Linked DNA regions of Mus musculus: region 2 is linked to region 1. The links are chromatin contacts, called in public HiCAR-type maps. All regions are on one chromosome and are shown on one strand. Each heading gives the region's core, a stretch centred on a gene start, on an enhancer-like site or on the middle of the called end of the contact. The rest is flanking DNA. Distances are from core to core; before and after follow the strand shown. Region 1 holds the start of Dlgap5 (DLG associated protein 5). Region 2 holds the start of Tmem260 (transmembrane protein 260).

Region 1 (3,385 bases), core at 571-3,070:
TTAAGGTTTATTTTGGTTTTTCGGAGTAACTGCCGAGATGGCCGAAGTGGAGCAGCAGAAGAAGTGGACCTTCTGCAAGTTCACCTACGGTGGCGGTGGCGTGGACCTCGATATGACCTATGAGCAGCTGATGCAGTTGTACAGCACCCGCCAGAGGCGGCGCCTGAACCTTGGCCTGCGGCGGAAGCAGAACTAACTGCTCAAGCCCTTGAGAAAGGCCAAGAAGGAGGCGCCACCTATGGAGAAGCCCGAGGTGGTGAAGACAAACCTGAGGGGACATGATCATCCTGCCCAAAATGGTGGGCAGCATGGTGGGCGTGTACAATGGCAAGACCTTCAACTAGGTGGAGCTCAAACCAGAGATGATAGGCCACTACCTGGGCGAGTTCTCCATCACCTACAAACCTGTGAAGCACGGCCGCCGCCCGGGATCGGTGCCACCCACTCCTCCCGATTCACTCCCCTCAAGTAGCCGAGGCCAATAGAGACTCAGTTTTGGGTCCCTGGGTGGTGGTGGTGGGTTAAGATTTATTTTGTTTTCTGCCTATGAGTGTTTTGCCCACAGAGGTCAGAATGTGATGGATCTTTTAGAACTGGAGTTACAGAGAGTTGTGAGCCACCACGTGGGTGCCTGGGTTTTCTGCCAGGGCAAGAAAGTGCTCTCAACTGCCAAGCAACTCTCCAGCCCCCAGTCTCAGCTATTTTAAAACAACAGTGAAACCCAAACAGGAACCACATTGTCACACACTGTTACTACGTCTTAAGGTGTCTTTTAACACCTTACAAGAACAGGTTTGTTTCCTGCAAACCATGTTTTTCAACCTATGCTGAACTTGTGACCCCATGATGTACGCCCACCCCTTTGCCTTGTTAAGTTCCTGAACACCTGTGATGACTCCCCTTCCACATGCTGTGTTCTTGCATTTATCTACCCCATAGGTAGCCTTGAACCCCGAGTGGCTCACTCTCCCGCTGGCCCAGATGCTAAAGGCACTAAGAGTCAGTTATCTCCAACGGCTCTTTTTTTTTTTTTTTTTTTTTTTTTTTTAGCAACCCTGACCCATTCCCATAAAAAGAACCTCAAAAGCCAGTGAGGGGCTGCTCTCTGAAATCTCCACTTTGGGAGACCGCAGCTGGCTGGCCAGTTTGCTTTAATCAGATATAGCTTGCTTTAATCAGCCACTCGCGAAATTGGTGTTTCTTTCCCCCATCAGATCTAACATAACCATGAATATTATGTCAGTTACCTATCTTCATCTTTCTCTTTGTATGTCCCAGAGGTCTCAGTGCTGCTATAGAGCTGCAGGCAGCTGGTCCTCTTTCCCAAGATGTTGGCAGGGAAAAAGCAAAAGCCAAACTTACAAACTCTTTCCTAATTTATCTTCCCGGTGTCTACTGGATACCGATCAGTCTACAAACACATGGTCAGCACAGCTGTCCTGGCCCAGGCGTTTTTGTTTTCTTGATATCTCATGGGATGTGTGCCTTCGTTTATGTGTCTGTTAGAAATCTCAGTTGATTTCTAAGGCAGACGTTAATTTTGCCTTAGAAAAGAAGGAGAAATGGAATAAATGATCTCGTTTAACTTAAAACCTTTGCCTTTTTTTAGCGTGGATGCTCAGCCCGTAATCCCAGCAGCACTCAGTGACAGGCAGGAGCATCTCGGTGAGTTCGAGGCCAGCCTTGTCTACATAGTGAGTTCCCAGACATAGTGAGACCTTGTCTTAAAAACCAAAACAAACAAACAAACAAACAAACACGTTTAAAAGGAAAGAAGAAAACCGGCCTGAAGAGCCAACAAGTGCGGCCCGCCCCACTGAGTTTATAGTGTGTCGCTGCCACGCCTAGCGGGTTTACCGCCTCCCTCCTCCCCCTCGCCCTCCCGCTCCCAACCCTTTGCCTTCCAAACAATTTAAATGTCGCACAGAACCAACCTATCGCAAGCCTCGTTCGAGGGGAAGGGGCGGGAGCTTCCGGAAGTGTTGGCAAAAGTCCCTCCAATCAGCGGCTGGCAGCGGGAAATTTCAGTTCCGTGAAGGGTCGGTCCGGGAGTTCCTTCTGCGGATCGGTGGAGTTTTCTGTGTTGCGACATTGTTGTGGATCCAGAAACTGCTTCAGGTAAGTGGGATCAAGAGTTCAAGGTCCTCCGTGGCTGCATACCAGCTCGAGAATGGCCTGGGACGAGACTGTCCCGAAAAAATTTAAAAATGGCCTAGGTGAGATGGCTCAACAGTTAGGAAGGAGCACTTGTTTGCAGAGTTAGCTTCCCAGCATCCCACGTAGGGCAGGTCACAAACTCCTTGTAGCTCCAGCGTCAAGAGGTCCGACACCCTCTACTGGACACCAGTATGCATCCACCCCAACACAGAAATAGACATACACATAAACAACAAGAAAAAAAACCTTTGGAAAAAATTGGCATGAAAAATGTAGATTATCCTAAAGCATTGACAGCGTATTAGAGATGAGACTCTACCCGACCTGTATGCTAGTAACCTCCCAAAATAGCCCACAAGTGTCAGTGGATTCTGCTTTTCCTGAAGACGCTGTCATTTCTCTCTAACCTGCTGTAAGTATTAGACGGAGAATCTTAAGATGAGTGCACAGGCAGGGGAGCTGACCTGAGAGGTCCACTTGACCATCACCATGACACAAGCCATTAGAGAAGAAGGACCTCAGTTGAGGAAATGACGACATGAGGTCCAGCTGTAAGGCATTTTCTCAGTTAATGATTAATGGGGAAGGGCCCAGCATCTTGTGGGTGGCAGCCATCCCTGGGCTGCAATCCTTGGTTCTGTAAGAAAGTGAAGCAAGCCAGTAAGAAGGGTCACTCTGTGGCCTCAGCACCAGCTCCTGCCTCCAGGTTCCAGCCTTGCTTGAGTTCCAGTCCTGACTTCCTTTGATGATGAATAGCAAAGTGGAAGTGTGAGCTGAATAAGCCCTTTCCTCCCCAACTTGCTTTTAGGTCATGGTGTTTTGTTGCAGCAATTGACACCCTGTCTAAGACAACCGTGTTAACAAGTTTTGCTTAAACTCTTTCTCTAGTAGTTGTGTTTGACACTTTCTCTCTTTTCCTTTTTTTCTTTTGGTGGGGAGAGGATTAAAACAAGGTTTCACATAGCTCCCACCAGCCTCCTTTGGAGCTGAGACCGACTGACCATGAGCAGGCCCTCTTGTTTTGGTTTTCCGACTGTGGTTGCACAGTATTTATCAGGCCAGCTTTAGCCAGGTGTTAAAGTCACAGGAGTGTGTTCATCACAGTAGGGTGATGCTGCGATGAAGGGTCTAGGTGGGTTTCAGACCTTACTTACTTCCTACTCATAACCCCCAAATAGGCCGTGGTATCTCATCTGTGATGACTTTTCTACTTTCATATCTACTCATA
Region 2 (3,385 bases), core at 398-2,897, 1.0 Mb before region 1:
TTATCCTGTATTTGTGGCTCAAATAAATTGTTTGATACTTTTTAATGGGTACAGAGCTATGTAACCTCTAAACTCTCCTTTATCAAATCCCTTGCTACCCTAAAACTCCTTCATTTTTTAACATTAATCTTAGGAAATTGGTAACTCCATTCCCAGCTATGCTAATGAAACACCACCCCCACTAAGTGTTCAGTGGAACCGGGAAGAGATGACCTGAAAATGGAGATGGAGGCTTCTCTCCGTGGCAGGCAATCTTGAAGACAGTCCTGGTAATCCCCATCTCAGGGCTTTCTTGCCGTGTAATCCTCTCCCCTTTGAACTGGTCTAGATTTACCGACTCTCTCCAATAAAACAGGGCAGTGGCATATCACTTCCAGGATTAGGTCTCAAAAATGACAGAGGTGACAGAATGCTCTCTTGCTTTTGACAGGAATCAGCTATTTTATGAAGAGAGCCACATGGGATATAGGGCTAGACTTAAGTTTGGAAGTAGATACTCCCTAAACAGGGTCCTGAGAAGTTGCAACCCTGGCCCCCACCTTGTCTTGTGTTAGTGAATCCGGCTAAACTGCACCTAGAGATACTGATCCACAGACAGATGATAAATGCTCCCCCCTGCAGCCACCAAATCCGGGTGAACTTGTCAGGTAGTGAAATTATAAACAGCTCATGGGCTCTTCAGGAAACGGTTTGACTGTTCCATTACAGAACCATTCTGAAAACACGGCTGATTATTATGAGAAATTATTGATCACTTTATCTGGCTGTAAAAACCAAACCAAACCAGGGACTTGTTTCTAGACTCAGATATGTGAAAAGTATGCCCTAGCTTAATCTGTGTGAAACCTGTCTTTCATTTTCACAGGAAGAGGGGTGCTTTCAGTTGCATTCCCTTTTATGAGTTCCCCTCTAAATTTTCTGCATGGCTGGTTCCTTAATATTCAGGTTCTAACTAATACACCTCCAAGGTAGCCTTTCCTGACCTTCTGAGGAATCTACTCATTACCACTCCAACCACATTCTCCCTTAGTGCCTCCGTAACTCACCACTACTTAAAATGTAGTTTATTTAATAACCCGTTGTGTCGTCTCTAAACACAGTAGAACGCTCCATGCTATTTGTTAACTACTGTCAATCTTTTTTTGTCTGTGACACTGTAAGGGCACGACAGGTGATACAGGTAACAACGATCCGGGCAAAGTGGACAGTGGTTAAATTTCATCGGCTGAGCAGCTCGAGAACACAGAGACCAAGATCCAGAACCGGAAAGAGAACTGGTTCTGGAATTCAGAACCGTGCACGGAGCTCCAGCGAGGGGACGCGGGGCCGGGACACCGAGGCGGCGGCACCCGGAGGCAGGGGGGCGGGGAGGAGGGCGGCCTGCGAGTACTTTACCCGAGTCTCCCCCAGGCAGCGAGCGGGGCAGCGTGAGGGTGAACACGGCAGCCACGGAGGCGAACACGGCCACGCTGCCGCGGAGGGCCCCGGAGCGCCACGGCCCCGCTCCGGCTGCCGGGCTCCCGCCGTCGCCATGGAGACCCATGGGCCCGGACGCGCGCAGCTCGCGGACCGTGACCCCTCGCAGCGGTGCGGACCTTCCCTGGCCGAGAGGCGCGCACAGCCCGCGCCGGCTTCCGGTCTAGCAGGGCCGAGCGCACCATACCTTCGCCCGCCAGGTCGGGGAGGAGGAGATGGCGGGCGCACTCCGGCACGGCTTAGGAGTCTTCTGGGGGTCACTGCGCGTGGTACTGTGTCTGCGTCAGTGTGCTTTGAAGTAACGAATCACAAGGGAGCATAATTCCCAACGACATCAATCATGGGCCAGGCCTACTCGCACTATGCAGTCTCTCTCCCCCTTTCCGCACTGACTTGGTCCGTTCCAAAAGAGACGGAAGTGGCGTGGATAACGGTGAGCCAGAAAGCGCTGCTCTGCCCCCTGTGGCGTGGGGTGGAACTGCATAAGAGAGCCCCCTAGAAACCCAACAAGGAAGGGTTCCAACCATGTAGTAAGCCACAAATACATTAATTGCTATTATATTTTTCAGTGGACTCATTGATCGCGGCTATGTATTTATAGAGCCTTGCCTCATTAAAATTAATGTAAATCCATATGCTAATTATTAATTCACTAATTTTAAGATATTAAAATGTGCTAATTAGCCTTTTTTTAACATGAGAACTCAGTAGGTGAGTTGAAATACTTGAGTTAACAAAATTAACTCTTCATGATAAGAGTGTCTCCTACTTAAATGAAGAAGAATGATTTTTGTTTTTTTGTTTTTTTTGCTCTAAAAGTGGAAAATGAAATCAAGAGCCCACATAAATAATGCAAATGGAATGTAGAAAGAGATGGGAGCTACTAGACAATACACAGCACACTGCTGAGAATTGAATCTAGGGCCTCATGCAGGCTAGGCTAGTAAACATTTTAAGCTTGCAGTTTGCATTATTTTAGCAATTATTCAGTCTGGGAAGGGAGCGGGCAACCTCCTTAGAATCTGTGTCAGAATACACGGGAAATGGGCAACATTCACAAATGTGCTATTTGCAGTCTGACAGGAACACTGTGTCCAGGCTGTGAAGTTGATAGGCAGTAATTGTGCCCACCTATCTTAGTCTTTTCCTGGTGTTTATAAAATGCTTTATCATCTGAGCTCCTGGGACACAGGGGTTGGGCAGTGTACTTTCCTTATTGCATGAGAAAACACTATGACCAGTGAAACTTATAGAAGAAGCAGTTTATTTGGGAGAGATTTTCATGGCTGGGAGACATGGTAGCAAGTTCTCCATTGACGTCCATTGAGGAAAATGCTTTTCTTGGTAGCAAGAGATCATGAGAAATACACCTTTCAACTAGACAGCTTGTCCAGGATTATCTTGTATGTATGTGTGTTCATATGTGACAATGTGTGTGTGTGGTGGGGAGGGGAGTTGTCCAAGTCTGTACATGTAGAGACCAGAGGTCAATTTTGGATGTCTTCAACTATAGCTGCCCACCTTGGGTTTTTTTGTTGTTGTTGTTGTTAGTGGTGGTGGTGTTTTTGTTTTTTGTTTTTGACTTGGTTTTGTTTCATTTGGGTTCTTTGTTTTGTTTGTTTGTTTGTTTGTTTGTTTTTTGATAAATTGATTAGCTGGAGCCCATAGAATCCAACTGTCTCCCAGCCAGTTCTGGAGTTACAGGTGCCAACAGCATGACTTGATTTTCTACGAGTTCTGGAGATCCAAACACAGTACCTCACTTTTGCCTAGTGTACTGGCTAGTTTTGTGTCAACTTGACACAGCTGGAGTTATCACAGAAAAAGGAGCTTCAGTTGAGGAAATGCCTCCATGAGATCCAACTGTAAGGCATTTTCTCAATTAGTGATCAAGGGGGAAAGGCCCCTT

What was found. HiCAR-type assays count read pairs that join an accessible place to other places.
Region 2: a HiCAR-type map of astrocytes shows a contact between it and region 1, with 2.9 times the contacts expected there. The contact joins the promoter of Tmem260 here to the promoter of Dlgap5 in region 1. A contact is called at or near these places in 1 of 39 promoter capture datasets (pre-B cells), 1 of 484 Hi-C or Micro-C datasets (B cells) and 1 of 115 datasets of contacts at active chromatin or transcription factors (astrocytes).

The regions. Positions count from the first base shown.
Region 1 is chr14:47,416,842-47,420,226 of GRCm38.p6, reverse strand. It overlaps Dlgap5 (DLG associated protein 5), which reads left to right and starts at 1,820. Exons shown (of 19, transcript NM_144553.2): 1 at 1,820-2,118. It also overlaps the pseudogene Gm8353.
Region 2 is chr14:48,444,614-48,447,998 of GRCm38.p6, reverse strand. Tmem260 (transmembrane protein 260) reads right to left here and starts at 1,647. Exons shown (of 16, transcript NM_172600.4): 1 at 1,396-1,647. The coding sequence starts at 1,543.